Regions from separate parts of the Zea mays genome. Here all the other regions are linked to region 2. The links are chromatin contacts, called in public Hi-C maps. All regions are on one chromosome and are shown on one strand. The core of a region is the stretch at or near the end of the contact, and the rest is flanking DNA. Distances in the headings are between cores, read along the strand shown.

Region 1 (4,649 bases), core at 1,936-4,435, 310 kb before region 2:
ATTATCCTGCTCGTCGTTAGCCATGCGTCGCTGGCCGTGGGCACCTAGACTAGACAAAAAAAAAGGTTCAAATTAAAAATGGCGGCAGATCGGTCAGCAGGTGGTTAACTAGCCATCCATATTAGTATTGCCGGAAACGATTCCTGCATTCCTGTATAAACCGACGAGTCCTAATTACCATTAGCTCTTGTAACTATTGAAGTTAGCAGCATATAGATATCGGCAATTGTTTACTAGGTGTCTGGTTCCTGCCAATTAAAGTTTAGTGTAGGTCGCATGGAATATTTAAACAATAAATTACTGATATTAAATATAGTTTAATTATAGATGAAGACAAAAAAATTAGGTGAATTTATTAAACATAAATAAAACTATATTTAATACCCGTCATTAACAATTAAACATTTGATATGACTAATAAGAAACCAGAGGGCGGAGGGAGTGGCAGCTAGCGCCAGGTGCGCGCGCACGCAAGGAAAGTGCGTCCGTGCAGTGGCCTAACTGCAGGCAGGCATGTCTGAAGTTCGGCTGTTCGGGAGTAGTAGATCGCAGGAGTATTGATTATCATGAGAAGCGCGCGCAACCCATAAATGAGGTAGTTGGAACGAAGGTTGGCGACATCATCTGTCATCTCATCTCATGCGCCTCGTCTCTTTTTGTGTGTTGGACGAAGCTGCCAATCACGACCATGTACTGAGTACTATGCTTGCAGTCGCCTCGCCCGCACTGAGTACGAGCTCGAGTGCAGAGCTGGTCTACTACATCGGTAGCTAGTCTACGTACGTATACTACACACGATCGAGTAGTGGTGATAGAGCAGAAGTATACGTACGTACTAGTACTATGTCAGTATGCGTACGTAGGCCCAGCGCCTATACGCAATCCCGCACACAGCGGAAACGGAACACGACACAGGTGGATTTTTGCCTATACGCAGTAGTACGTACAGCGGCCGCATGGACGCGTGCCGCCGTCGTACACACTGCTCGTCGTGCTCGACTCCTGTCCTGACGCAGTTTGACCATCCTCATGTCATGTTGTACGTACGTACACGTACGTACTAGTAGTACATCATATAAAAGTAGATGGATTCGATCGAGACGACCAAAAGACTTGGCGACAGACACACACACACAGCAGCAAGTGCAGCGATGGTGTGGCTTACGTACGTGGCGGTGTAGACGAGGTATCTGAGCGGCGGGAAGGCGGCGAAGGCCCTGTGCGAGATGACCTCCACGTTGCTGTACCCCATGCACCGGAGGCAGTCGAAGAGGAGGACGTGGCCGTAGACCAGGCTCACGGACCCGGCGCCCGCCAGGAAGGCTCCCGCCAGCGGGGCCCCCATCGCCAGCGTCAGGAGCAGCGCCTCCAGCGGCGTGCCGAACCCGGCTGCAGTGCATACGATACGAAACGATGCACGCATTAATTAATTAGCACCACCGTGAACGGTTTTTGTAACCACTCAATTCAAAAAAAAATAAAGATGAAAAGAAAATCTCTCGAGTCTGCAGGGTAGCAGTAGCACGCGTAGACGTACCCGTGAACGGCTGCGTGACGGGGGACGAGTGGTGCCTGGCGTGGTACTGGCTGAAGAGCGGGCCCCGGTGCAGCGCCCTGTGGGTCCAGTAGAAGACGGGCTCCGAGACGGCCACGTGCAGGAGCAAGGCCAGGGCCCACCCGCGCGGGTCCCACGCCCGCAGCTCCGACACGGCCGGGAACGCCGCGCTGCCCATCGCCACCGCCGCGACCAGGGTTTGCAGGATCACCATGTTATCCCTGCGAGTACGCACGTTCGAGTTCAGGTTCAGGTCATAGTCATACGTACATACTATACACATGAACTGTGCGTCAGTGCGTGCTCCTTATTATAATTTATTAGATGAACACAAACAGTCCTCCCGTACAGCACAGTTTATGCAGATGCGCAAAGCAAGCAAGCAGGTGATAAGGACTGAAAAGAATTACTGCACATTTATTACTGCCCTGGCGTGAATGGCACCTCCCACCCGCTAAGTCCCCAACGGCCGGCCCATCCATCCATCCATATAAAAGGAGGGAAACCGGAGCACGGCACGGAGAAAACATGTACAAGACCAAAGTGAGCAGGCGCGCACTCGTACGCCATACATGGACATGGACGCCCCCTGATGCGCGTGCACCAGTACTAGTACCGTCACTGATTTCTTTGCCGATCAAATCCCACTGAGACCGTGCAGTCATCATCTAAAACACTGTTTTGCATTAATCATGAGTGGAGTTCGAATACGAATACGAGGACGAGCAAATAAATTACTGGAGATAGCCTCACTCGTTTCTTTTCAGAGTTGAAACAAAATAATAATAATAATAAAAGATAGACGCCACCTTCTCAGTAAAATTCGGTGTTCCAGATAGACGAGAGTTTCGACTTTGAAGCGAGTTTTTTAGTGGGGAACCTTAGCAGGAGCTCCAGCCAATCGGAAGAAGCACACCAGCTAGGTAGCGAGCTCGGTCGTCAGAGCCATGATCAGCACAGCAGTCAGCAGACAGCCATGGCGGCAGGCCGGCAGCAGGCAGAGAGACATAGAGAGTACTACGTATTATATGCATGCTCAGCAGATCAACGCTATAGCTCACCAGTCCCACTCGGCGTCGATCTGGCGGAAGTCGACGCCGTCCTTGACGACGCGGCGGCGGCGGGTGAAGAAGAGCATGTTGCCGTAGGAGAACCAGAGCTGGAAGGTGAGCGAGCGGAGCGCCAGGAGGAGCAGGAGGTGGAGGCACCACGACCCCAGCGGCAGGCTCCCCGTCTCCCTCCACGCGTGCGCCACCTTCGCCACCAGAGGCCCGTACAGCAGGTACTGCGCGTGCACGCCCGTCCAGACAAACAAAAGCGAGACCAAGATCAGTAAAGCTGCTGCGTGCGTCGTCGTCTACATACCGATGGTGAGCAGGAGCTAGCGTCAAGCTAACAGCTATGGCGCGCGCGCGGGCGAATGAACGAACCGGCCGGTATGCATGATCAGACAGACAGACAGACAGTCGTTACTTGCTTGCCTTGTATGATCCGAGGCTTGCCCATGGCCAGGAGGCGAGCGGAGCACCCATACCCAGGCCCTGGCCGGGAAGATGGGGTGCTCGTGAGCGAGAGGTGGCCGGGGAGAGAGAGAGAGAGTCTCTGCACTGCTGGGTGGGACGACGATGCCTATCGCCTCGAATGCGTCTTGGACGCCACCCCGTCCCTATTTATAAAGGACCAGTTGCAAAAATAGCAGAGCTAATTAATAAAGGGACAGTTGCTGCCATTTCCAACTAACCCAGGGTTTCTTCCAAAAAAAAGTCGAATGTCTTTAATTTTGTTTCATATATAAAAAAACAGCAAGGCTAGTTAATGAAGAAACAGTTGATACTGTCCTATATTTTCTTTTTTACTTTTAGCCCTTCTTTCTAAAATAATTTACATCCGTCCTTTTGTTTTTATTTTGAAAACATATTTATATGTCACAAAGTTGAGGTATTAAGATCCGGAAGCTGGAGCCGCACGAGTGCTGCTGGATTGTTTGCGGTTCTATTCTACAGAGAAAATTAATAGAGGAAAATGCATTAGAGGTTATCGACATGTTATGTATTTGAGTTCTGAAACTCTCAAAACCAGATAAACGGATCCTCAAATTTAGTCGGCCGTCAAATTTGGATTTGCTCAAACTGACTTTGGCGCACAAATGCCGGAGGGAGTTGTCAGATGCTCAAGCGCTGAGGTGAAGTATGGTGTATTCCTGCTGCTTTTCAATTAATTGAGTAATAAATAGTAGCAGGATGAACATTCGTACTTTGAATTCAGGTTTTCAAGCTTGGTGACGTTGTGCGTGTGACAGTACTTTCAAAAGTATGGTCATCTTCAACCATTCTCACCACATTTTCACCCTATCTGTACTTTCTACTATATTTCACTATATCATTCCAAAAGATACTTCATTACTTCCACATTAAGGACGTCTCCAACAACACACCTTATCTGGGTCCCCATATATACTATAGTTTTAGTTATTTAGCATTTTTTCATCAGTTTTTAAAGTGTAAAAAATCATAAAATGGTTGTACTATCATATCATAATACACGTTGTTATCATATTACATTACTTAAAAAGAGTTAATATCCCAAAGAAATTAATTAATTAAAATATGGGAAGAGATTAGAGGTCCCCATATATGAGGGAACAACCTCTCTCCCCCAACATGGGGTAGGCTGTAGAGGCAATTGTTAGAGGGGTTTCTCACCCCAAATCACACCCTATATGTGGGGTGGGGGAGTGGTAGGGGGCTCCGTTAGAGCTGGTCTAAGGCGTGCTTCAACAGAGCCCTGGATTGGCTTCTCCTGACACATCTCCATGTACGACGCCTCCCTCTTTCCATCTAATAGATCCCTCAACCCTTCTCCCTTTTTCCAGTCTAACAGGAATTTCTCTCCGTGGAGAGGGGGAGCGTCCCCCTCTACTCTAATTAACTATATTTATTGTGAAGTTAACTTTTTGAGCTTAACTAATAGATAACAATATATATTACGATACTATAACATTATACCAATTTTTTAAAACTTCAAAAATTGATGTATAAAAATCAAATAGCACACTTAAAATATAAAGGAAAAGGTCGTCAATAAGGGGAATTTT
Region 2 (4,108 bases), core at 971-3,470:
TATATATAGGTGTAGCTAACTGACTATCAGACATTGCTGACAGATCAAGATTATTCTGTGCATAAAAGCCTCCAACATATGCATTGAAGTAGAGCTGGTTAAGTGCCTTGCTGACAATATCACAGAAGTGAAACCTTACCAAATAGCTGAAGCCAGCATCCACATCAAACTGCCATGTCATGTTGAAAAGAGCATTGGATGTATTTGTCGCTGCCAACTCTGTAGCTGTGCCATAGACAATATCAGGGGCTGACAGCTGAGTAGCTCCACCTCCACCCTTCTTATAGTTGACACGCTTGCCATAATTAACCTGTTTGGTCACAGATGGGTTCAACAAGTACTTTAGATCAGTCACCCAGGTCCTCGAGAGGGTATCATTGTCAGGAGTGACCTTCGGACCACCCATGTTAACCCGATATACTGTCTCCAGTGGCTGTGTAGACAAACCACTGTACTGCTGGACAGGGTTGACCATTTGTGCATCATCGGTGATGAGATCATCTGGGACAGAGACCACCTCAATTGCGTTGACAAATGCAATTCCATTTGACGGCTTGAAGGAAATCACGAGCGTGTCGCGGGTGATATTCAGTGAGTATTCCTTGAACAAGGGTGCGGTCTTGTCTGGTTGCTGGAAGTCACTAAGCAGGAGAACATCTTGGGTGGACACAGTAAATTTGGCAAGTGAAAGATCATAGCTCTGGTAGGTGAAGGGGAAGAAGTAAAACCGGACGAAATGCCGGCCCTGCTTCTGGATAGGGAAAGTGTAGGATGATGGCCCGGTGAAGATCCGGGCAGTCTGGTACAGCGCCGAGTTATCAAAAGAGGCCACCCCGTTTGCTGAGGTGCCCGCAAGTATATCCTGGGAGGTGGACACCTTCACCGGAGATGCGCCATCCGCTGTGAAGGTCCTCTGGCCAACCATTGTGCTCTTGGAGGACCCACAGTCAACAAGGTAGCTGTCCGCAGGCGTGAACTGCGCTTTGCAGATGTAGAAGGATGACAAGATGCAAAGCACGATGAAGGTTGTTGCGGCTTGCCGCTTCTTCCTCCCCAAAGTAGCCATCATGATGTTGACCTGAGTAAAAAGTATGTTCACAATTTTCAGATCGCATGCATGCAAAACTGAAATCCCATCTCGAGAAAAAGGGAAGCAAAACAATCGGTAATAGGCAAGAACAAGAATATGCTGCTCATCACTTGTGGGCATTGAACTCGAACTGAATCCCCCAAAACTTCTGGAAAACGAACCGCATCGGCAGCTTGGCTAGATCGATCTTGCCTAGCGCATATGGCAGAAAACGAAGAAGCTAGAAGAGGTACGGTGGAGATTAAGAGCTAGCAGCGCAGCACTCTCCGCGCTTCCGCGGCACGGTCGGACCCAGCAAAAGACATTTTTTTTCCAAAAAAAATGAAGTTTGTAGGCAAAATACATCTATACTGGACTTGTAACCGCATGAGATCAGATCCGAACACAAAGAGTTTGGGTTCGGGAGCTCGGTTTCGCAAGACAGGAACGGAAGAGAAGGGGTGGGCTACCTGGGCGGGTGCTCGTCGCCGGCGAAGGTCCCGAAGATGGAGACCTGAGCACCTGGCGTAGGGCGGGGTCGGCCGCGCGGTCGTCGGCACCAGAGACAGAGAGAGAGAATGCCGGGGTGCGCGGAGGAGATCTCGGCTCGGAGGCAGGCGGCGCTGGGTAAGGGCACACTCAACAAGGTCACCTCAGCTCTCCGTAGGAGTCCCGAGTCCGCATCAGCATCTGAAGGAGAAACAAGCAGAGAGATTAAGAGCTAGCAGCGCGTCACCCTCCGCACTCCGCACTCCGCAGCAAACAAATCGAAAGGGAGACAGATTTGGATTTGATTGCTCACGGACCACGGCCACGGCAAAGTAAATGCCCCCAAGAACAAACGGAGCTCCTAGATCGAATCAACCGGCAGAAGGAAGCTAGGTTCACTCACCACCAAGGCACCAGCAGGAGAAGAAACGGATCCGAGGCCGGGCGGATCTCTCCGGCTGTGTCAGCTGTTCAGCACCAGGACGGCGGCCGAGAGCAGGAGCACGCTCCGTGGGGCAAGAATGCGGAGGCGGGAGTAGCAGGCACTGCCTTGATGCGTCTTGTCGACGGCGATGAAGTCGCCGATGATGCGGCGTCAGAAAAGGTGGCGCGGTTCGTGGGGAGAGGAGAGAGAAGGTGGGGAGAGGAGAGAGAACTCAGAGAATGAGAGAAGTGTGGACAGAGAAAGGGCGAGCGAGCGAGCGAGCAGAGTTTTGTACTACTAGGATCGCCTTGCTTTGTTTTACCGTTATAATAGTCCACCCCGCGTAATTAGGCTTTACACAAAATCAGGATTTTTTATTATAGTATATTTTTTAAATTTCCTAAGGTGGAGCTCCTCGGCTACATATACAAAACAGATTCAGATTTTTGTTTCCCTTATTACCTCTAAATTTTTCCCCTATATCACTTTTCCCTCCTATTTTTTTTATCTCCCGCAACAGTTCCCCCTAAATACTACCCTTATATCCCACTACCACTATAAAATATTATTTTCTATACCAACTATCAATTTTTTATCTACTAACAATTACTTGTGGACCCACAGCACAGTGTTTGGGGATGAACAGTGACACGCTATATCTGGGGGAGAGAGAAGAGGATCGGCGCGTAGGGGCGCCGTAGGAGACACCGCTGCGGCCATAAAGTGCCCCTACGCGCCACATGCAAGAGGAGGGGGCTACCAAGGGGGCAGCGTTGCGCATAGCCTTAGGACAAGCTAGGTAAGCTACAGCAGCGAATCCAAACACTCTTTAAAGCTTGTTTGGAATGGAAGTAAGAGAATTGAGGGGCTAGAATTTTCTAATATTTAAATTTAAATAGTAGAGAATTTTGACCCTCTTAATCCCTTCAATATCCTTGCTTACAAACAAGCCCTTAGTATTTAAATAGATATATTTCTCCCAAATAAGTATGATATATTTGGACAAATGGTTAAAATCCCTTTTTAGGTGCGGAGTAACTAAAAATTTAGATTGCCAATGTAATTTCCGACAAGAATTTTCTTATGTTTTTTCACAGGCTTAATAAAAAACACTACCTAATAAGTATTACATCCGTTCAATAATATTTATCGTTGGCTAGTTTATTTTTTTAACTAAAACGCAATAAATAAAAAAGAATAGAGAGAGTATATACCATTGTGTAGCAGGATAATTCCTGAAACTAACAAAATAAAAATGGCAGAGTCAAAACTGTTTTTTTTTTTGCCAGAAGCTGAAGTTATCAAGAGGTGGATTCTCTTCACTGTCTCTAAGAAACCCTAATACTGCCAAAGAGTCCTAAAACAATGAATTATCACAGCGACAAAGCTACCATTTCGCGCAAATCTTAGGTAATGAATCATGCAGTATAGAAGATAGACATTCCAACTCCCAAGAAGTAGTTAAAGTCTTCGGTTTCTTCCAGGGAAAAAAAAGAAAACTTCTTTTTTTTAAGAGCAGCCACAGTAGTATATATGCAAAATGCATTTCGTAGTACTCGAGATGTTCTATACAGGCTAGTTGAACTATTGTGGAACTAGTCTATCGCACTTAAATTTTGCACCTCTCAAAAAATCCGGTTGATGTAGCTACGTACGCAGTACGCTGACCTGTATCCACACATACCCATCCCATCCATCCAACCAGTAGTGTGTGTGCTGTACACGTCTCGCTGTGTTAATTTTTTTTTTGGATGTCGTCTGGTCAAAATCGTCTGTAGCGTTTTCTCTCAGAGTTTGGGCTGCAGTGTTCTTTAATGTTATTATATATATGTGATTGGGTGGGCACGAAAGTATATATTGACGTTCTGGAAAGGCATCCTTTGACAATAACCACGTTATTCAAACGTGCTTTATTTTTTGTCAGCGTTGAAACTGAAATCCTCAAATTGATAGACAACTTGGATTAAAAACGAAAGAAAAAACCATTCAACGTGCATTTGTTTTTTTCCTGCCTTTTTTTTTTAAAAAAAATCTGGCTGGTTGTTGTCTTAAGTATTCCGTCGGTACGGCCGTTTCCGTTGGTTGGAACAACAACCGAACATGGGCTTCCACTGGCACCACCGCAG
Region 3 (4,125 bases), core at 914-3,413, 300 kb after region 2:
TGGCTGCACAAATGCTGAATCTAGTAATAATTCAATCAGGCGACTTCCCAACTGTATACATGAAATGAGTGTTAAAAATTTATATTGTGAGCGAAAAGGCTTGTGATTCTGTTTGCATTGCACTGTACAAAAAACAAACCTTCACTTGGGCTTCTGTGCCCCATTCCTCCAATTCCAACTCCTGTTGAACTAGCCTCTGTGCTTCACTCATCTTCCGCCTCTTAACTAAACTCTTAACACGCTTACGGCATTTAGCTTGCTCCTTCTCCAATGCTGGATCATTTTCACCTTGGATTTTCTTCTTCCTACTTTTCTGAAAGAATGACTGGACTTTGAACTGTAAAGAAAGGAAGGGGAAACACCAACTTTCAGTGGACTGCCAAATCAATTTCCAATGGGGAACACACTAAGAGGAATTGCAATGAACGGAAAGGTAACGAACCGAAAATAGGCAAATAGCATTAAGTTACTTCCAAATTTGATATAATCAAACTTCAGAACTTCACAAAAAAGTACGGAAGCTGCACTCTAGTGCAGAAGGTGAGTAACTGATTCTATAAGAAGACAAATTTTAAATCTCACTTTAATAGTTCCAAACTTTTAACTCACCAATGCCTTGTGGTGTACAGATACATGTCTTGTCAAGTACGTTCAGTGATCAAATTACAGGCTACAGGGCATGTATGCAGGTTTTTTATGGATTAATAGGTCAGAATCAAAGATCATTACAGCACAGTTTTCAGATTATATCCGTGCACAGTTTAAATCTAAACTGCAGATCTTGCCTAATGCCCTCATCAGTTCCTACAACTTCAAATTAGCTCTCCAAGCCTGATTAACCTTCTTGTTTGACTTGGCACTTGGCAAAACTGTAATATAAACGGATGGAATGATGTCTACTACCACTAAACATTGCAACCCGTCTGGAGATAGGTTCTCTAAGACTACAGATCATCACTCATCAAACAAAGATATTGTTTGCAGAAAATGTGAAAAATTTTAAGTCCCGCATTGCTGTCCACAAGAGCTCAGGAGTCCTGGTCGGCGTCAAAATGGTCTAGTATTGCTCCAAACCTCCTAAAATAACAGCAATCAAGCAAAGCAACTCACCTCGCGCTCAACAGCCTCACCAATGCAGTGCGCGGCCTGGACAACGCGGACACTGCCAGTGCCGTCCTTGCTGGACATGAGCAGGCCCATCATCTTGTGCATGACGATTACGGCCACCTTGTCGGCTGGGAGCAGAAGCAGGTACTTAGCGTAGACGTGCTTGACCCGCTTCCTTCGCTGCACGTCCTGGTCCCTGGCGATGGCGTCCCGCAGCGGCTCGAACCAGCCGACGAAGAGCGCCTTTACGTAGGGCAGCGCGGGCGCGAGCCTGCGGTCGAGCATCTCCCGCTCGATCTCGCGGTACTCCTCGGCGGCCCGCGCCCAGGCCTCCGTCTCCGCCTTGACCTGCCGCTGCCGCAGCCGCCGGAGTTGCGCTCTTCGCGCCCGCCCCCGCTGCCTCTCCACCTCGGCGTGCTTCTCCAGCTCCAGCTCCAGTTCCAGTTCCAGCCCCGCCTCCAGCTCCTCTTCGCCCTGCGCGGGGATCTGGTGGTAGGTGTCGGCAGGGGAGTTGAGGAACGCGAATAGGTCGAGCCAGTGGAAGTCGTCCGTGGGCGGGGGCGGGAGCGCCGGAAGGTCGAGCGTTCCCACCGAGGGGATTATACGGACGGCGGAAGGCAGCGGAGCGACGACCGCCATGGGCGGCGGCGGCGACAGGCGGCGGAGCAGCGCCCGCGGCGGCGGCACGCACGCGGAGAAGGGGTAGAGGAGGAGCGGCATGCGCGCCTAGTGTCCCGCTGCGAGTTCCGGCTACAATGGTGAGGGTCGGATTGGATTGAGGTGGAAGAGGGGAGAGAGGAGTGGCAAGGACGGAGACTCGGAGAGGGGGGAGCGGGGAGGCGAGAAACCTCGGCAGAACCTTGGAGAGCGAGGCGGAGCCGCGGAGGCGAAGGCGATAAGGGAGAAAGGAAATATCGGAGGTTAGGAGACCGTTCCTCCAGATCGCGGCCGTTGGATCGCCTTGGAGTGCTCGTATCGGACGGTAAGCCTTCATGTCAACGAGCTGGCACTGGGTCAGGCCACAGGGTTCATCAATATCACTAGCTAGGTATCCGTGTTTTGCAACAATATACAAAATATTCTACAACTTATACAAATTAAATTATAATATAATTACAACCATAGACGGGATGTCGTTGTCGCAGTTCGCGCAAGCTCCCTTGCTAAAGTCGGACGAAATGATCGTGGCTCATTGGCTTGCTTGGTTCATGGTCAACTCGGATCGACATGGATTGCCTTATTTGAATTTTTTATGAGTTGACCTGACATCCTAACTCATTGTTAATGAATCATCTAAGTTTGTTAATTAGCTAGCTCACAAGCTAAAAGAGCTATCACAATTTAGCAAAATAAAACTATATGCATATCGTTTATGTAACAATTGATGAACATGTTATATGTGTGGTGCTTATGGCATATGAGTTAAACTAATGATTAATGAACTGTGTCTGTGTTAAATTGGTTTATGCGAATATAAATGTGGGTTAAATTGATAAACATATGTGTCAATTGTGAATTGATGATGATGAGTTATGTTAATTTGGTGTTACATTGATGAGGTCTTTAAAACTACGAGTATAACTAATATTTTATATTGTTAAATTTGTTTGAAATTAACTAGAAATTGATTATTATTATATACATGTTTTTCTCTATCTCACAGGCTAAACGAGCCGAAATGAGACTCTAACTCGCAAGCTAAACGAGTCGAAATGAAACGAAAAGAAAACATAAATGAAAAAAAGAAAACTACATATACTGGGCCGCTCGGGTGCATTTTAGCCCGCTGAGGCTCCTGGGCGCGCATAGCCCAACCCTGTTGTGGCGCTGACGTGTGGGCCCCGCCTAAGGACACTTGCGCGTGCCCGCCTCGGCTTCCCAGCGCCGACATGTGGGGACGTCCTCTGTAGGGCTGGACATTCGGGTTATTCGGTTCAGTCTATTCGGGTTCTACACAATTCGGGTTCTGAATTATAGGAACCGAACTCGAACCTAAATTTACAGGGATCGAACCCAAATAGACCAAAAAAATCGGTTCGGTCTATTCGGTTCCTCCAGAAACTGAATAACACAAAACATGTACAAATCATGAGTTCATGAATGACAAACAAGCTGATACAATAATATGCACATATGTCCATACGTTCATAAACAATTAACTGGTCGGGCTGGGAGCAGTGGAGCGGACGCAGTGGAGCTGGAGCAGCGGACGCCGGTACGGCGGTACCTGGGACGGCTGGCCGGGGCCGGGCTGGGAGCAGTGGAGCGTACGCAATGGAGCTGGAGCAGCGGACGTCGGTACGATGGTACCTGGGACGGCTGGTTGGGCTGGGAGAAGCGAGTAGCTGGCCGGGCCGGTAGCTAGAGCAATGGATGTCGCCATGCTTGTTCCTGGGGGCTGGGGCCTAGCGGCTGGGCAGCGCGCGGGAGCTGGAGCCTGGAGCTTGGGGGCGACAGCGGCTGACTTTGGCGACGGCGGCTGACTTTGGCGACGGTGGCTGACTAGGGTTGGGTTGGCGACTTGTGAGGGTCCGAGGGAGGGAGAGTGCCATACTGGGCTGATCGGCCGTGGGTGGGCCGCTGACCACTGGTTTGGGCTGGGGGAGTGGGGTTACTGTTTTTCGGTTTGTTTGGGTCTATTCGGGTTAGGCGGGATAGAAACCGAACCCAAACCCTATAACCGAACAGATACGATTTGGGAACCGAACACCGAAAACCGACAAATTCGGTCTATTCGGGTTCGGGTACGGTTCGGGTTCGGTTCACGGGTTCAAAATGTGCATCCCTAGTCCTCTAGCGCGTGGGTCCTTGGCGTTAGTCTCGTTCTCGCGCTTCAAGTGACCGTGACCTCCTCAATGACATGTGGGCCCCGAGGCACTAGTTATCTTCTTCCCCCTGCTACCGCGACGATCGGGTGGTTGAAACCACCTGCGACATGCGCGGGCCAGTTGGCCGGCCTGTGCCTTGCGTCCATCATAGGGAGAGGTTCCCAGGCCGTGCGCAACATCCCTCATCGGA

Evidence for each region. Hi-C and Micro-C count contacts between places; a contact is called where the count stands out from the background.
Region 1: a Hi-C map of ear shows a contact between it and region 2, with 2.4 times the contacts expected there. The contact joins the promoter of LOC100192547 here to the promoter of LOC100193715 in region 2. A contact is called at or near these places in 3 of 25 Hi-C or Micro-C datasets (bundle sheath, ear and leaf).
Region 3: a Hi-C map of leaf shows a contact between it and region 2, with 5 times the contacts expected there. The contact joins the promoter of LOC541776 here to the promoter of LOC100193715 in region 2. A contact is called at or near these places in 2 of 25 Hi-C or Micro-C datasets (ear and leaf).

The regions. Positions count from the first base shown.
Region 1 is chr9:110,419,232-110,423,880 of Zm-B73-REFERENCE-NAM-5.0, reverse strand. It overlaps LOC100192547 (gl1 protein), which reads right to left and starts at 3,185. Exons shown (of 11, transcript NM_001353471.1): 1 at 3,037-3,185; 2 at 2,617-2,840; 3 at 1,538-1,776; 4 at 1,170-1,389. The coding sequence starts at 3,087.
Region 2 is chr9:110,109,509-110,113,616 of Zm-B73-REFERENCE-NAM-5.0, reverse strand. LOC100193715 (Putative receptor-like protein kinase family protein) reads right to left here and starts at 2,220. Exons shown (of 3, transcript NM_001358871.1): 1 at 1,962-2,220; 2 at 1,540-1,759; 3 at 1-1,078. The coding sequence starts at 1,069.
Region 3 is chr9:109,807,771-109,811,895 of Zm-B73-REFERENCE-NAM-5.0, reverse strand. It overlaps LOC541776 (RNA polymerase 2), which reads right to left and starts at 2,163. Exons shown (of 20, transcript NM_001348524.1): 1 at 1,111-2,163; 2 at 140-337; 3 at 1-51. The coding sequence starts at 1,827.